Linked DNA regions of Danio rerio: region 2 is linked to region 1. A link is a contact called in public HiChIP or PLAC-seq data. All regions are on one chromosome and are shown on one strand. The core of a region is the stretch at or near the end of the contact, and the rest is flanking DNA. Distances in the headings are between cores, read along the strand shown. Region 1 holds the start of nfatc3a (nuclear factor of activated T cells 3a). Region 2 holds the start of ctrb.1 (chymotrypsinogen B, tandem duplicate 1).

What was found. HiChIP or PLAC-seq counts read pairs in DNA pulled down with a chosen protein or histone mark.
Region 2: a contact with region 1 is called in an H3K4me3 HiChIP or PLAC-seq map of embryo, with 3 times the contacts expected there. The contact joins the promoter of ctrb.1 here to the promoter of nfatc3a in region 1. A contact is called at or near these places in 1 of 18 Hi-C or Micro-C datasets (caudal fin) and 2 of 4 datasets of contacts at active chromatin or transcription factors (caudal fin and embryo).

What each region holds. Positions count from the first base shown.
Region 1 is chr7:35,033,015-35,038,774 of GRCz12tu, forward strand. It overlaps nfatc3a (nuclear factor of activated T cells 3a), which reads right to left and starts at 2,425. Exons shown (of 10, transcript XM_685181.11): 1 at 2,028-2,425. The coding sequence starts at 2,118.
Region 2 is chr7:35,183,485-35,189,244 of GRCz12tu, forward strand. ctrb.1 (chymotrypsinogen B, tandem duplicate 1) reads left to right here and starts at 2,740. Exons shown (of 7, transcript NM_212618.1): 1 at 2,740-2,805; 2 at 2,921-3,024; 3 at 3,100-3,179; 4 at 3,359-3,437; 5 at 4,560-4,740; 6 at 4,868-5,001; 7 at 5,083-5,286. The coding sequence starts at 2,754. The coding sequence ends at 5,244.

The sequences.
Region 1 (5,760 bases), core at 1,175-3,674:
AGAAAACACTGATGAGTGTGTATAGTATCAACAGCCCTGCCCTTCAGCCGCATTGAAATCCTGATGACTTTTCGACATGCATGAACGGACAGCCGCAAAACTCAGGATAAAACCTGTTTAACAACTAATTTGCTTCTATTTACCTTTCAGAAAGTCTGTTAAATTAAAACAACATCATAAAAGAGTTAGTATTTTTCAGATTTAACCAATGCATTTTTTCTGCATATAGTCTTATGTTTCAAAACAATGAGTCATAAGAAAACTCGGTAAAAAAATACATATTTTCTACATATAACATGTCAGTTTATTTTCTTTTTTCCCTTAATACTCTATAATTATTTAAGATAAAGTTGAACTACATATAGCTTAAATAATAAGATAAAACTATATATCCAATTGTTATTCACAATTCTCTCATAACACTTGCATTTATGTGTCCAAATTATGCAGACTAAACACCACTTGGACACTTCATTTCCAACATTCAGTCCAAATACATCCTCCCAACTTGTTAGATTTCTCACTTTCCCCTGTCAATTTTCATATATTTTTTCCTATCAACATCAGCAGTGAACTTTCATGCATTTTATAAAGTACCAAAGCCTCATCTATTAATTACACTGAAAAACGGCTCAAAACTAAATAGTGCTGTATTTTACATTATAAGCAAAGCACAGCGATTATTCTTTTAAAATGACACAAAACCATCAGTCCTATTTTGCCTAGGTAGGTAATGCATGAAATCCCTACACGCAATTCACAGATCATGCAATGTTTTTTCAAAAAAAAAAAAAACATGCAAAACTTCAGCAAAAACACACAGGGGTCCACCCACAAACAGGCATTCTGCTTTCACTATAGCCAAATCTCTTTCCTTCACGACACACTCCAGCACACTGACAGACGCTGATAGGGTTGCTGCTTCTCACACACTGTTTTTTCATTAGGCAATTTACACAAACACACACACACACAGGCTATGTCTGGTGGTAGCAAACTGGAGATAATCTGCACTGCAGACGTTGCAAATGTGTTTAGAAATCATCAAACTCCTCCTGTCATTTAGTGTGGGTACACATGCAGAGCTGTTTAATGAGTCAGTATTGTTAAAAATACAGTTATCACTCTCAAAGAAAGTTGTTATTCAGGTGTTTACTATGCAGCAGAAAGCTTGTATTGTGGCTGTAATAACAGTTAATTAAATAGTTAAGCATAGCTGAGGTAAATGGCATAGACAAGAACACTTCTGCAGAGAGGTTTAATGCTTACAATAATTAATTATAGCATTGTAATGTATATTTTAAAAATAATAGACTAATTATAAACGTCTACACAACAAATCTATTTATTCTTACTAGATAATATTTACCCCAAAATGGGCAGGTGAAAACTACTATTAAGAAAAGACCTCCCTCATTTGAATATTCATACATTTGATATTATATCTGTGTAACTTGCAAAGTGACAGAGCTACAGTAACTACTGTCTGTGTACCGCCGCAAATAATAAATGGAGAAACGAAACAGTGTTGAGTTTAGTATTAGTGGAAACTTTTGGTTTGAAACTTTTTCCATGTGCTCAAGTTGAAGGCAGGGGCGAGTGATAACAGAAACTTTTATAGCATTCGACTGTGCAGCAGCTGTCAGACTGATGGTGGATCTGTCTCAAACCACTTAAAGGCGCCAATGTTGCTCAAAAAGGCTGTCAAGGCAGGCAGCTAACAAGGTTTGGAGCCGCTATGACCGTCTTCAGGACAGGGTGTCCAGGTGCTTCTTGGTTAGACATTAGTTGACTCGGCCGCCTAAACTTGCCCCTTCTCGTTTTCATTGGCTGAATTTACAACCGCACAAAAACTAAACAAAACTGCAGCTGCTGGTATGAAGAGAAGCCGGCGAGCGAGGTGGTTTCAGCGGCGCGCGCTGCTGCTGCTTTTAATAACGTGTTTCGCCTTTGCGATCCATGAAAGATTCATGAGTTAATCTATACCGACAGACTGTGCGAGAGTATCCCGAAGTAGAGGCACTGACCTGCGGGGCCTAGCGGCGGCTGCTGCCCGTCCTCCCCGAAGATCAGTCTGAAGTCCAGCTCTTCATTCCCGGGGCAGTTTGCAGTAGTCATCGGGTTTGACAGCTCGGGCTCACCCGTCTATGTACACCGACTCTTTAATAAACTCACTACATTGACTAATAATGAAGGCAAAACTTTTAAACTTTTCCTCCGTGCTGTACTTCTCTAAGTCCGAGCAGAAAATATTATTGCTTGTCCCTCAGAATAATCCAAACTGCTCGACCTTCTGCAGGGATTCAGCGAACTCGCAGCGACGGTCGGAACTTTTTTTTTTTTTAGCCCGTGGCGTGAAGGGGGGGTGAGGGTTGTGCGTCAGCGCGACCGTTGATCGAGTTCGTCCGTAATTTCGCTGCTGCTCTCCGTCTCTAGCTCCTATCCCAACTTTTACTAACAGCGCGTGACAGGGCAGTTCCAGCGGTGACGTCAGCCAAGTCGGCAGACAACACAAGCGCGCGCGCGCGCACACACACGCACTCAGTCACTCGCGCGCGCGCACACACACACAGATGCACACATACACACACAGAAGCGCAGTGGGTTTATGGGTGTTGTAGTTTCTGTGAAGACAGAACTACAGTTGAATCAGTCGTGCGCTTTCGAAAGCACGTGTTTCGGTGTAGTTTACTATGCTATTAATAATGCTATAAATTATGCATTGGACATTTATTTAAATATTAAAGTAAACTAATTTAACTAATTTAAATTGGATCATTAAAATAACTTATTTTGTATCTATTTATTACTACACGTTACATTGTGGGGTCATTTGTTCCATATGGTAAGTAGATTAATAAATACAGAAATAAACAGCTTTGCATTCATCAATTTTATAGATTATGTTTCATTATTAGCATTACAATATTAATGTGTATCTATTTGCTTAATGACAGTAGCAGTCCGCATGAACTGTTAAATAAAATAATAGTACATCAACATTGTGTGCCTCACTGAAAGCTTGAGTGTCTGGCCATTTACTCATGAGGTTAGTTAGGGTTAAATGCTTTGAAGTAAACATACTGAACTTTCTTTAATTCGTCATCACACTCACCCAAACATGTATTTTTGTGCACATTTCTCTAGCATGAAAACACACTCTCTAATTGAATACATAATCGTTGTTCCACGAAGTATAGCACAAGAAACAGAGTTAAAATACTAATAATAATATTTCTTCATCAAATTACTCAACCATGTGCAGTGCTTGTTTAGCTCATTAACCTATGATGAATCATTGAAGTGCTCTAAAGCAGGGGGTGTCAATCAATGATCTTGGGACACCTAGGGGCCATAAACAGTTCAGGGGGACTCTACACTCTCAGAAATAAAGGTATACGAGCTGTCATTTTCAAAAAGCACACTTTTGTACTTAAAGGGTTCATATTGGTACCTTAAAAGTATTTATTAGTACCTAAAATTTTAAGAGGAAACTTTTTAGGTACTAATATGTACCTTTGAGGTATTCATATGGACCTTTTAGGTACAAGTTTGTACCTTTTGAAAAGGTACCACACCAGAGACAGCTCACAAACCTTTAATTCTGAGAGTGTAGGATACTTGGTAACACTCAGAATAGTTACCTATATACATAGGGTAATAAATATATATTTATAATCATTCATTCATTTTGTTTTGGGCTTAGTCCCTTTATTAATCTGGGGTTGCCACAGCAGAATGAACCGCCAACTCATCCAGCATATGTTTTACGCAGTGGATGCCCTTCCAGCTGTAACCCTTCACTGGGAAACATCCATTACACTTATTTACGCACATACATCATGGGCAATTTAGCTTACCCAATTCACTTATACCGCTTGTCTTTGAACTTGTGGTGGAAACCCACGTGAACACAGGGAGAACATGCAAACTCCACATAGAAATGTCAACTGACCCAGCCGAGGATCGGACCAGTGACCTGCTGTGAGTTGCTGTTAGGCGATTGTACTACCCACTGCGCCACCTTGACGCCCCTTATATTTATAATATTGAAGTTAATTTTAGATTAAATTAACAAACATGTAAGCATGCTAACACAGTATAAAATAATTAAATAATAAACCATCTTTAGTATGAATTGACATAAAATGAATAATATTCTTTATCAAATTATATATAGCTAATTACAAAATTCAGTACTACAATAATAAAATGAACTTATTTAACTAAATAGTTTTTCAAATAATATTCTTATTTAGTCCCATTGATAATATTTGTTTCTTTGCAGAATTGTTTCTTTATTCAGTCATTCAGTTTATGCAAGCTTTTAGATTATAGAATGGAGGTCCATAACACATGGGCAGCCATAAAAAAGAAAGAAAAAAAAACCTGCACTAAAGTGACTTGGTGATGTTGTTAAAGTTCATTCAGGAAGAGCATTCTTGAGAAAAAGACACCACAGTCTAAATATAAATCTTTTTACGTATCCTCAGTTTTCTTGTCTGATATAAATATACACCTCTATGATCATTTATTTCCTTCATGACTTATATGTTTCCTTTCTTCACTAGTCAGCAAGATGCTGAGGTACGGGTTTAACAGTAAAACCCAATATCAGACAATACCAGAGAAAAGTAAAAAAATATATATGTGGATCATGCAACTTTATATCAGCAACTCAGGCAATTCACACCACCTCACAACAATGTTTTCTTTTAACGAACGTGGGCGTAAAAACGCCAGAATCACATTTCCTGTGGTCTTTATTTACTTAGATGTCAACTAATCTATGCTTTTAAACACACTAAAGCTCGCTGAACACTCTAAACAAAGACAGAGTTTGATAACAGCTATGAACAGTTTTTTTTTTCTTATGCAATCATTTGCAGAGCAACTTTACTCATAACCTGGTCTCAGGTAGCACATAAAAAAAATAAATTAACCAGATTATGCATTACATATATATATATATATATATATATATATATATATATATATATATATATATATATATATATATATATATATATATATATATATATGCTAAATTCTTTATGCAACAAAAATACTTATAAACAATACCCACACATCTTTATAAATTGCCTGCAATGCATGACAATACAGAAAACAGAACAATAAAAGGAACCAAATATCATTGTTTTATGATCACATAAGAGAATGAATAATGCTGCGTAATCATGAATCATCTGACTGAATCATTTCATTGTTCAAATATCTGAGATGCATACAAAGAGGCACAAGCATCAAATTATGGTATTATAAAGGGTAATGGCTCGAACACATTTTCACATTGTTGAAATGATCCTGCCAAACTCATTGTTTACTATTCAGAATACCTGTGTTTCTGTTCGTCGCTGATGACCTTTGTGGGAGGAAGATAGAGAACACGGTATCCGTGGATTGTGTAGGAGGGGGACGATGTGGTTTTTGATACTGTGTTCTCGTAAAGACTGTTAAAAAGAAAGAAAGATTTTTTTACTCTCACACAAATCCGGTTCAAAACTAGTTTTCTTTTCGAGGATTGTTGTTTTGGTAATGTTTGTTAGATGTAACACGCACTGTTTCAAAGTGATATTCATGGGATAAACAAAAAGACTGAAAAAAAAATAAATAAATAAATAATATATATAAATATATATACATTCTGATTTGTTTCATTTATGTGCACAAATTCTCCAGTGGAAAATATAATTTATAAATAATGTCAACAAGTGTGAACCTGCTGTAAGAACAAGTAGC
Region 2 (5,760 bases), core at 1,490-3,989, 150 kb after region 1:
ATGAATAAAACATGGTCTACCAAGCTCAGTTGCTTGTCTCTGAATTAAATGTCATAATATTAGAAGTTTGGCAATGTTATAAAACACACCAGTATACAATTAAATGCATTTATTTAATCCAAAAATACAGACAATTATATGTTGTTGGGATATACAAACACAGTAGATGTCTAGAGTTTTTTCCTTGCTGTTAAAAACCCATCTTGACAAAAATTGGATGAGTAGATATTTTTTTATTCTCAATGCTGAACACATTTGTGCTCAATGAGTTTTTTTTCTGATTCAGTAAATAAAGGGTTGTGTGTTTGTGTTCTTTTAGTATTAAAAAGTAAAACAAATCTTCACAATTGTTTTATAATGGTAACAATTTACTATAAGCTTGCATTAGTTAATGTTAATTTACTAACATAATAAACAATATCTTTATTAAAGTTATTCATTTTTGGTCATGTCAGTTCATGGAAATAAAGTTCATTATTATTACATGTTAACTCAATGTGTATTAGCTAATAATGTGAACAAGCATGCCTTTGGATTATAATAATTAGTAAATACTGAACCACGATTAAGTATTATTCATCCTTAGTTCATTTTAGTAAATACATTAACTCACATCAGCTAATGAAACATTATTATAAAGTGTGACCCTTTAGAATACAGTAAATGTTAGAATGGAATTTCACAAAGACTGATGAGAATTAAGCTTTGTCATCAGATTAATCAACGACATTTTAGAATATATGGAAATAGGATACACTGTAAAGAGTTTTTACTTTTTTCCGACAGCTGGGGTGCTGGGAAAAGAAGTAAAATAACGGCTGTTAAATTACAGCTATTTACCATAAAATAACAGACAGTAAATTACAGAAATTTACTGGAAATTAAAATTTAAGTTAACTTCTGTAATTTACTGTCTGTTATTTTATGGTAAATGTCTGTAATTTAATAACAGTTATTTTACTTTTTTTCCAGCACCCCAGCTGCCTGAAAAAAAAAAAAAAAACTTTAAATAACAGATTTCTTTTACAGTCTATTTTTTTATTAACTGTAATAATATTTCACACGATAGTTATTTTTTCCTGTATAATTTTAAAAAAATGCTGAGTTGCTCTGCCTTACAATATACAGTACTCAACTAAGAAATCTCTATTATCCCAAACAGTGACTGGTAGTTTACACACATTTAATTTACTGTACATGATGCTGCACAAAAAAAAAAAAAAAAAAGCAGAAAGCCTACATGAAGAGATTTGCTTGAGCTGGGAATCCGCGCAGATGTGACACAAAGGCCTTGAAACTAGGAAAACAGCTTTATCATTATGGATGAAAATATACAGCCAATCAGGTCAGGGTTGTTCCATTCAGCACGTTTTGTAAAATGCATGTTACACAAGACATATTAGGAGAGAGCTGAAATCTATAAGCTCACGTAACTGATGAAAACATATGAAATGATTAATCGTACAAAGAGGCTTTTTTTCTTGCAAAAGCTATTTAACAGAGATATTGTGCAACATGAAATACAGCCATTTCCACCAAACAGATTTAATTAACAGTAATCATTCATGTAACATGAAGGTTTCCACTCTTCCTATAGTTTACCTTAGGAAAGCTTTGTTTGATGTACTGAACACAGTATTAGATCAATTTTAGCTATTTGAGTGAATTAAAGATATAGTTCGCACAAAATGAAAATGACATCACCATTTACTCTACCTCAAGTGCATTGAAACCTTTTAGAGTTTCCATTTTCTGATGAACAAACAAAAAAGATATTTTGAAGAAATGCATAAACCAGTTACCATTGACTTCCATATTAGGAAAAACAAATACCAAGGAAATCAATGGTAATGGGTTTGAAACAAGTAAAGGCAGAGTAAATAATGACAGAATTAAACTTATTTTGAACTGTCCCTTTGTCCCAAATGCCATATAGGTTAAAGTCATAATTATTAGCCCCCTGTTTATTTTTTCCCCAATTTCTGTTCAACTTAGGGAAGTTTTTTTCCCCCCACACATTTCTGAACATAATAGTTTTAATAACTCATATTTAATAACTGATTTATTTTATCTTTGCTCTGATGACAGAAAACAATATTTGATATTTGATATTTAGATATTTTTCAAGACACTTCTATACAGCTTAAAGTGACATTTAAAGGCTTAACTAGGTTAATTAGGTTAACCAGGCAGGTTAAGGTAATTAGGCACATTATTGTATAACAATGCTTTGATCTGTAGACAATCGAAAAATATATATTGCTTAAAAAGGCTAATAATTTTGAAAATGGTTTAAAACAAATATGACTAAAAGAAAAACATATTATCAGACATACTGTGAAAATTTCCTTGCTCTGTTAAACATAATTTGAGAAATATTTAAAAAAGGAAAAAAAATTCAAAGGGGGACTAATAATTCTGACTCCAACTTTATATAGGTATTACTGATGCCCTAACACTAGAGAAAAGTCTAGAAATACCATGGTTGTGGATTTGACTAACAAGAAACGCATAAACTAAAAATGTCGGCTTACAGTTTAAGTTGTGGTCAAATGCATAGATGTAACTCTATTTGATTGATGAAAGACTATAGCAGATTTAAAGCCCCCAGAAGGAGGGGTATTATCAGGTGAGGAAAAAAAAAAAAAAAAAATGCTTGAAAGGTGCACAATGTCCCACAGCGGCGAGATAAGATGTCCAGAGGACTGAATATATAAAGCCCACAGAGAAGTGAACAACATTCAACTGCAGCAATGGCCTTCCTGTGGATCCTCTCCTGCCTCGCCTTCTTTGGTGCAGCCTATGGTATGATCCTCTGTTACTTTTATGCTAGCTTTTAAGCTAGGCCAACCTTTAGAAAACAGTTCTAGGGATGTAAAAATCTTTTAAATTGCTTTTCTGTCATTTTTTGCTCTGTCAGGCTGTGGCGTTCCTGCCATCCCTCCAGTTGTTACCGGCTACGCCAGGATTGTGAATGGTGAGGAGGCTCGTCCTCATTCCTGGCCTTGGCAGGTGTCTCTGCAGGTAAAAGCGGAATATTGGCAACAGTTGATTTAAAATCGTTTATCAGTTTAGCACATTATCATTTATTTATTTCAGGACTCCACTGGCTTCCACTTTTGCGGAGGCTCCCTGATCAATGAGAATTGGGTTGTGACTGCTGCTCATTGCAACGTTAGGTAAGACAGCATTACAACATAAACTTAGAACCTAACAATGTATTGGGAAAACTTGGGAATGCATGTGAGTTTGAATTATTTTGTGGTTTTAAATTTAATATCTTGTTATATACAGCCTATAGTGCTGCTAAAAGTTTTGGGCTATGCAATTTACATTATATCATGTATTCTTTTTACAGAACCTCTCACCGCGTTATCCTTGGCGAGCATGATCGTTCATCCAATGCTGAGGCTATTCAGACCATTGCCGTTGGAAAGGTGCGTACAGTCTAAAATCTGTTATTATATTGAGTCTCTTCCTGCAGAATTCTACAGAATCATGTATTTCTACAGGATTTTAATTCACAGCAATATTTTGTTGTTGGTTACAAAAAATGTAGAGTATGTTTAACTTAAATGTTTTTTTCAGTAACTTTAAAATTATTAATTTGTAGCTGTGTAGTTTTTCTGAGGCTGCCATATATTCCCATTTAAGAAGAAAAATAAAAAACAAACAAACAAAAAAGAAATACAACATTTAAAATAAATAGTAAAACAAATTTAGTGCTTGGCTCCTATAATGCCAACATGACAATTATAGATAGAAAAAATTGATTCAACTGACCTTTTATAATTCTCATCACATTTAGTAGACAGGATTTTTTGATAATTATGATTGCTTTGACTTTATCAGGAGCAGTACATAAAATATATAATACAACAGTAACTCAATTGAAGATTTTATGGACAACAAGCCTTTTGTGACAAGTGTAGAACCAGACCAGCGACCGATCACTTGGTGGAGCAAAATGGGCCAAAATGTAGCCTTTAAATTTTTAAGTGTGTGGCCAGGTTCAATAATTCATCTAACTGCATCAGTAAGTAGAACTGTCTCACAGGACACATTAGTTTGTTTCTTACCATGACATTGTGGATCATGTATCACAATAAAGATGACACACTCACATTCATTAGGTATACATCTACTTTTTACTGAATATATAGCAGTGGCAGGACATATTCTTAGTTGCACTCTAAAAAATAAAGAAATAAAGAAACAGAAAATTGCAGTGATTCCATAGATAAATCATTTTTATGAAGAGCCTTTCAGTCAGCAGTTCTTAAAGGAACCATTAATTTTTCAGTATAGATGCATTTTAATGATCTAAATAATCCTTTTCCTATCTAAAGAATCTTTTGAGGTATAGAAAGTTTGCATGAATGTTAAAGATTCTTCCTGGAAGCACTTATGCCAGTAAAGAGTGTTTATTTTAATAATGTAAAAAGCATGAACATACCCTGAACTATGTGTGGGATTTTGATAGAAAGTGAGAAGAGCATTCTCAAAGATTGATACTTAAAAATCTGAACGCCAATGTGTCTGCACCTTTTTCCCAACAGTCCATCAAGCATCCTAACTACAACAGCTTCACCATCAACAATGACATCCTGCTGATCAAGCTGGCCACTCCTGCTAAGATCAACACTCACGTGTCTCCTGTGTGTCTCGCCGAGACCAACGACAACTTCCCTGGTGGCATGAAGTGTGTGACCTCTGGATGGGGCCTGACCAGATACAATGGCAAGTATTATTGGATATAAAGAAGGCTCGATCTCTATCCTGAAATGTCTTCTGTGTGTGTGTGTGTGTGTGTGTGTGTGTGTGTGTGTGGGGAAAGCTTTTAAAATGCTGCCAATCTGTCCTTCAGCTCCCGATACTCCTGCCCTGCTCCAGCAGGCCGCTCTGCCTCTGCTGACCAATGATGACTGCAAGCGTTACTGGGGAACCAACATCACTGATCTGATGATCTGCGCTGGAGCTTCTGGTGTCTCTTCTTGCATGGTGAGCTCCCGGATGAACAGATTTGACTATTGTTGTAATGCCTGCTTGATTGTTCGCTCACACACTGTCTTTGTTTTCCAGGGTGACTCTGGTGGTCCTCTGGTGTGTGAGAACAACAGAGTTTGGACTTTGGTTGGTATCGTGTCCTGGGGCAGCAGCACTTGCTCCACCTCCACTCCTGCCGTCTACGCCCGTGTCACCAAACTCCGTGCCTGGGTTGACCAGACCATTGCTTCCAACTAAAGCAGCAATGAATCCTGTCATCAATAAACTTATATGACATGACCTTTGATTTAGTTTCATTGCATTAATTATTATAAAGGTTGCATATTAGAAAATATATTTTATTGATCATATTTCAAATAGACAAACTAAATCTTATTCTTAGTACCCCAATTTTAGGAATTATTGTGCACTGTTCAAATAAGGGTTTCAATAAGAGGTGATGCAGTGATGCTTGCAGCTTTTGTAAAATGATGCTTTGTAAAAAGTAAAACTGTTCAACTGTAAACAATCATGAAGTGAAGTGTTTAAAAAAAACTGGGGTTCATTCACTGAACATCAAAAGATAACTTAAATGAAATAAAACAACAGAAATACTATCAACAAAGAACGAATAACCCAACAACCTGAGTCAAGTCTTCCTAAACAATATTACAAATGTGTTAAATAGTCATTTGCTGTCAAAATTACGAACTCATAAGAGCTTTGGCCACAGATATGCTTGTGATTCTAATATCACATCAAGTGCAACACCAT